Linked DNA regions of Mus musculus: region 1 is linked to region 2. The links are chromatin contacts, called in public HiChIP or PLAC-seq maps. All regions are on one chromosome and are shown on one strand. Each heading gives the region's core, a stretch centred on a gene start, on an enhancer-like site or on the middle of the called end of the contact. The rest is flanking DNA. Distances are from core to core; before and after follow the strand shown.

What was found. HiChIP or PLAC-seq counts read pairs in DNA pulled down with a chosen protein or histone mark.
Region 1: a BATF HiChIP or PLAC-seq map of CD8 T cells shows a contact between it and region 2, with 7 read pairs. The contact joins two enhancer-like sites. A contact is called at or near these places in 2 of 15 datasets of contacts at CTCF or cohesin (CD8 T cells and the NIH/3T3 cell line), 1 of 484 Hi-C or Micro-C datasets (B cells) and 1 of 115 datasets of contacts at active chromatin or transcription factors (CD8 T cells).

Annotation. Positions count from the first base shown.
Region 1 is chr17:78,360,733-78,364,075 of GRCm38.p6, reverse strand. The region is part of intron 13 of Crim1 (cysteine rich transmembrane BMP regulator 1 (chordin like)); the gene reads right to left. Among named protein-coding and RNA genes, the nearest start is that of Gm52306, 27 kb to the right of the region's middle. Within about 2 kb of position 1,500, at least 138 of the 459 cell types and tissues checked have an H3K27ac peak or open chromatin away from gene starts, as enhancers often do. A contact at or near this core is called in CD8 T cells, where this site is marked.
Region 2 is chr17:78,163,894-78,167,175 of GRCm38.p6, reverse strand. No RefSeq gene overlaps it. Among named protein-coding and RNA genes, the nearest start is that of Gm32282, 34 kb to the left of the region's middle. Within about 2 kb of position 1,740, at least 9 of the 459 cell types and tissues checked have an H3K27ac peak or open chromatin away from gene starts, as enhancers often do. A contact at or near this core is called in CD8 T cells, where this site is marked.

The DNA of each region.
Region 1 (3,343 bases), core at 251-2,750, 200 kb before region 2:
GAGCAGATGTTGGTTGCTAGATGGACCACAGGTTTAAGAAACCTTCAGAATGGAAAAACAGGGGCGAGTCTATGCAACTTGAAGGTGTTTGTAATGAATTACGAGTCACTGAAGTTTTCTTGTACTTAGCCTAAGTGAGATTACGAAAAAGCCACTCAAAGCACCTAGCCTGGTGAGGAATGCAGACCTAGGGACCGAGTTTCAATGTAACTACTGGGTGTACACGCTATCTGTTTCTTCCCAAATGCCACCGCATTGCTCTGCTTATGCACACAATGACATCATGTGCTTCGGCTATTCAATACCTTGCTTGGATTATTTGTAACTTCCACTTACTGGATGACTGCTATGTGCCAGGCACCAAGATGAGTATTTCACATGAGTCAGTCAGTTCCATTTGATCTCCACAGCTCAGTGGACACAGTGATTGTTTCAATCCTACAGAAAATCGAGGCCCGTGGAAGTCAAGTCACTCATCTAAGCTGAGGACAGGAAGTCGGGGTGGGACAGGAACCAGCGCGGGCATGGTTCTCCAACCCACACATGCCTTCTTGCCTACCAACAGAATGACGACAGGAGAACGTTCCAAGGAAAACATCAGGGACAGCACCGATACAAAAAAAAACATTTCCTTTTAAAACCAATACACTAGGGATTAAACATCCCATGAGCACGATCCGGAAGACACTGCCTTAGCATCAGACAGCTCTGGGCTTTTCCACTGGCAATGGCATCAGGGGCCAATGCTTTAAATATTCAGGCGAGACAGTCACTATTTCAATGGTTATACCTTGATTTGATAAGCTATGGCATTTTACTTCCTCATCAGGGGCCCCTTGTCTGACCTTATCAGATTCAATCTGAAATGGCCTCTTTCAGGTAATTGTTTTGTTTTTTGGACACTGTCAATATGGTGAACATGGTGGGCTATCTTATGGTGGGGATAGGTTTGCCACAATGGTTACATGACAGAGGCTGTTTAAGTCACAGAATCTCTCTCTCTCTCTCTCTCTCTCTCTCTCTCTCTCTCTCTCCCCTCTGTATGCAAATTCAAGCAACAGTATCTTGTACAGCCCAGGAGCACGTAACAAATATCCAGTGCCCTTTCTGGAGCAGCACTCAGTGTGGTTTCCCCTCTGTCTGTCCTGGATTCTGGTTATAAAAAAGGTGACAACTGTTCAAGCCTTCCATGTTTATGCCAGCTAGGCTGAATTCAACTGTCTAAACTTGACCATCTCCTGTCTTTTCAAGATAAGAATAAAAGCTTAACAAGCTGTGACCCTTGGAGCCGGCTTTTACTACTTGAGCTGTTCTAATTACAAAATAAAGTTCGCCAATGGCTTTGGCAGCCACAGTGCCTTTTGCCTCTTTCTGGATTCAACCTACAGTCCCAGGAGTCACTCATATGGACCCAGAGGCCCGCTGACTCCGAGGAGTGCTGTACATATGAGCCTCTGCAGAGGAAGTGTCTCCGGGCTGCTTCCTGTTTCCTCCACGGAAGGATACAGAACCCCAAACCCACTGTCACCTGCGTTCCAGTTTCGGTTTCTGCCTCAGAGGCAACCTTCTCGGACGGACACTTTGGGTTCTAATTCTGTTGTGGTGGTCATGGTGTGGGAGTCACTTCCTGAGAGGAAGCCAGGCGGCTTTAGAAATTGCATCAGTTCTTTTAAATCTCCTGCTACACTACAGAGTCCAGGAAAGTAATTTACTCTGGGATCCTGGTAGCCAGGAAGCTAAAAGGTGTTGTGGCTTTAAGAAATCCCCGTTTATATCAGTTCAGCACAGTACTACTCTGGGACCACTTTTCCTTCCATAGGTATTGAAATGCTGGCACACACACTCACAGTATTGTTCTTAACTCTTGGCTTCATTCGCCAACAGGGCCTATTTCCTCTGGGACATGCGTTCAGAGCAACATGGAGGCTTACATTTAGTGGGTGTGCCAAAGGACTGGCTCACTTCAGGGTGGGGACTAAGCTTGAAATTTGAAGTGTGTGTATGTAGCTTAGCATTTGTCTGTGTATGCACATGTGTGTGTGTGTGCACTGTGTGCATGTGTGTCCCCAACTTATATTTTGCTGTGGTTTCTCTTACTGAACATAGAACTGCCAGACTTGCTGGCTAGCAAGCTCGAGGGTCTGTCTGTGTCTCTCCTCTTTCACTGCTAGGGTTACAGATGTATGCTGCCACAACTGGCTCTTTACATGGGTACAGGCAATATCAGTGTACACTTCCCATAATGCATTACAATTCCTCTTCCTAACCCAGAAAGGAGTAAGGCACACTTTCTGATAAAGACACTAAATATCCCTGGCCTGTACTATAATTTTTCTTTATCAACTTCAGTTGGGCAAATGAGTGTCATGTTTGGAGTGTCATGTTTGTCACACATACAATGTGAGCAGCCCACTTGAGAAACTAACGTAATTATCCCCCCCCCTTTTTTAAATGTAAAGGAAAGACTTAAAAAGAAACTTTAAGAAGCTAGAATTTAAGTAAACAACCAACAGGTCAGTAGGTGCAGGCTCTGAGCACTCTGGCTAAAGGGACAGAGCAGACTCCAAGAGCGTGAAGAGGGAGCTCAAGTGGACTTGTGTGCATGCAAGTCCTGATCAATTTCAATGAGGAAAACCAGCCAATCTTAATGATTTTCATATAAAAAAAGAGACAGACATTATCATGTAGTATGGCTGCCATAAGCCAGTGGCCATCAAAGTCCTTTCTTCAAAACCCAGTTCTATTTCAGTTCATCTATTTCTCCGGATGTGAAGTCTAACTCTATTATAAAGATCAAAAGAGACTTCCAGTTTCTTCAGCATAGTGCAATAAAATGGTTGCTTCAAATCAACAGAAGAATTATACATGTTCCCGAGTTCCACGAGCAGAAGTCTGACCAGCTGGTTGGCAGTGACTTTTGGGTGATCCCTATTGCATGCAAAGAGGACACGATTTCTCAGAGAATGTAATTCTTGTTCTATTATCTACTGTGTGTTGGTTGGGCACTTCAATGATTAAGTTCAAAGAAGTTGTTCATTTTAACTTTAAATGAAGTGTTGTTTTATAGCTATGCCTACTATTTCACAGTAAGGTGTGTGTGTGTGTGTGTGTGTGTATGTCTGAGTGCGCATGGAGATTATACAACAAAGTAATTTTGGAAATGAATAAACATATTCTAAATGGCAGGCAGAAACGATGCAAGATCAAAGTAGCTCCAAAAAGGAAGAAAAAGACATACAGCTTTCTTTAGGATGTCAGAGTATTGCATCTTGTTAGAAAAATCTAACTAGCAGGATGTCCTACTCTCTACCCTTACAGGAGATGTTTCATACTGTGAGCCATT
Region 2 (3,282 bases), core at 491-2,990:
CCTGCAAGTCCACAAAGCTACAGATGTATACAGTCACAGCAGCTTTTCTGTAAGTGCTGTCCATCTGAACTCAAGTCTGTAAGTTTCCACAGGCAACACCTTAACCCACTCAGCCATCTCTCCAACATGTCTTATCTTCAGAGACACAGTCTCCTTCTATGACCCATGCTGCTCTTGAACTTTTGAACCTCTGGTGCCTCAGTCTTCCAAGTCTACAATTACAGGCGTGTTCTGTCATATACAGCCTGATTTGTGAATTTTCAAGGTGGTAATGTTTCAGGAAATGTGAATACCTCCAGACATGCACTTACACAGTTAATGTGCGTTCACATACCCACCCACAGGCTCCATTAAACAGCCTGTTCTGCCTTCTGTGTCTTCTCCAGAAACATCCAGGAGACAGTTAGGCAACAGTTCAACACGCTGCCAGCTAAGCACTAAGACATTCTCTGTTTGAATTAGACAGGTTGGAGCAGAGGAGCAGAGAAGTGGGCGGAGTGGAAGGCAGAATTACAGTCTCTTTCTTTTACATGGAAAATTGTATTGCAGCACCCATGGATAAGGGAGGAAAGAATTACCTTAATGGTCCAAAAAGGTAGAAAGCTGTTTGAACTTGTATGTTTTCTAAGTTATTTGGGGGACCTTAAATAACACACACACACACACACACACACACACACACACACTCACTCACACAAACTCACACATATTCACAATTCACACATACTACACACACACTCACACGCACACACATACCCCACAAATACACAAATATAACCACTGTTATCCATGAATTCACATATCTATGAATGTCTAGTAATTGATATATTTATCTTTCATGATTCTCCTCAGTAGAGTATAAATGCATTCTAAACATTTCTGGTAAAAACAATTCCATGGTTATTTTAACATTTCTTGTACAGATTTATATTTCCAAGTAATACTTCTTGAGATGTTGGACTTGTTGAATTTAGTATTTCATTTCTTTTCAATTTATCTCCTTGACTCAAGAAGTGGCTGCCAGTCCAATAGAAATTTTTAAAAGTATTGTTATTGCTCACATTAACTTCTAAGAGATATTGTGTAATTTTGAGGTTAAAGTACTTGCTTCTGTTATAAGAAACACACTAGTGGTTTCCAAAATGATATCCTGTCCTGGGCTCCAGTTCCCTTGTAATATTGTGGAGAAAGTCATGCTAAAAGTCTATTAAGTCTACTTCATGTGGGATGAGAAAATGAATTCATCTTCATTTTTTTTAAAAAAAATGGGCAATGCATGTATCCAGTTCATTAAAAGACAAAGGATTTCTATAATTTGGAGAGAAACTAGAATTTGTACCCAGATCACTAAAACCAACCAGCCAACCAACCAAAAACCCCACCTCTCATTATGAAAGTGAAAGGGCTAGTTAGAAGGCATAAAGCAATCAGAAATGAAGTCAGGAGAAGGAAGGGCAATAGAAAATAAACATGTGCAAAATATTTCATCTATGTGTATGAAATGTCACGGTGAAACACATTATTATGTGTGATTAAGTATGTTCCCATAAAACAAAAATGTATATTGATTAAATATGCCATACCAACAATGGTCATGATCCCATTTTATCCCATTTCAAATTATTTATCAAAAAGATCTTCACAAATCTTCCTTAACCATTTGTTTTCAATGCATAGCTAGATGCAGGTGTGGCACTCATTTTAAAGTGGGGAATTTTACTGAGGTAATGCATGGTGAGTCATGTCACAAGGTCAGACATGCCCTAGAGGACAAAACTGGGTTGTCATTTTAACACATTTTGCTTTAAGGTGTTAATAAAAAAATCATAAAACTTCAGAGAGCACAATGAAAAAGTGTCTATATTTTATTTGCTCTTTGGATTGAAGAATTTTGATGTCCATCAAGAAAGAACCCAATGTAGTCAGGCATGGTGGCATATGCCTTTATCACCATTACTTGGGAAGCAGAGAGAGGTGTGTCTTTGCCAGTTCAAGACCATCTTGATCTACATAGATATTTTCAGGCCAACTTGGGTTACAGAGAGGCCCCATTTCAAACAAACAAACAACTCCAAAATACAAAACAACAACAACAACAACCAGTCCAGTGTGATTGTGGTTGAACAACTGATAAGCTAATGGATTTAGAGAGGTCTGGTCTAAGTCCAGTGAAATAGTCAGGCCAATAGAGATTTACACATTTCTAAATCAGGCCTATCATTCAATTTTATGATGGGAAGTTGCCAAAGCAGGGCTGAGTCTGAAAACCTGACTGGGACTGGGGCTGGCCAGAAATGAAGAGCGACAGACCCAAACAACATTGAGTGCTGGTATTGGGTGGGCTGTGCCTCTGTGTCTGAGTGGAAATGCACCAGCAGCCTGGATACTCAGCAAGTTTACAACATACAGCATGCTCGAGGAGGCAGGTTAGCTAAATGGGTACTTCTTACCCATACTGCCTCTGGCTACAGGCCAGCTGTTGGTCAGTGTTGCAGAGGAAGGCCTCAGCATTCCCATGATTCATGCCCAGGTCAACAGTATCCATTTGCCTTGGACTTCATCTGCTCTCCACAGGAAATATTCTTATTTGGCACCTGAACTCAGGGTCCAACACAGTGATAAAGCAGTTACCAAACAGAAAAGGGCCCTGAGTTCGCTCCTTAGCACAGTAGTAGTAATAATAATAATAATAATAATAATAATAATAATAATTATTATTAATAGTACTATCAACCCCGAAACATATAAAATAAAAGGAGGGATGTCAGGTCAAAGGTAAGACTGGGGATCCTTGAAAATCAGGGTCAATTAGTTTATGGGGTCAGGAAAATCAATTCCATATTTCCACCAGACTATGAAATGCTTTAAGTCCTCACATCACATTTTTAAATTTTTTATCCAATTATAATTTCCCAGCTTCTATCCTCATTACATGTTTCGGTGACCAAACCAACCATATTTATTATATCTCGTTTCTGTAATTCCCAAAGTGAAACGTAACAGAAGACTTCAATTTGATACATTCCAGAGGGCTCTGTCCTCACTTTTACTTTGCATGTTACATAAGCAGTCCTTCTCAGGCCTTAGGAAGTCAACTCCATGGGACAGTTTTTTTTTTGATAGAGGAAGTACCAACCCCCCTTTCAAGACACCACTGAGTTTTAAAAGGTTCCTGGCCAGGGATAGATCGTACGATAAGGGAAAGTTTCCTTAGTGCACTGTAGATAACTCCCCTCTAACTTCCCCTGAAGAAGCGAGAGTAGCGATAAGCACTTGGGCAGG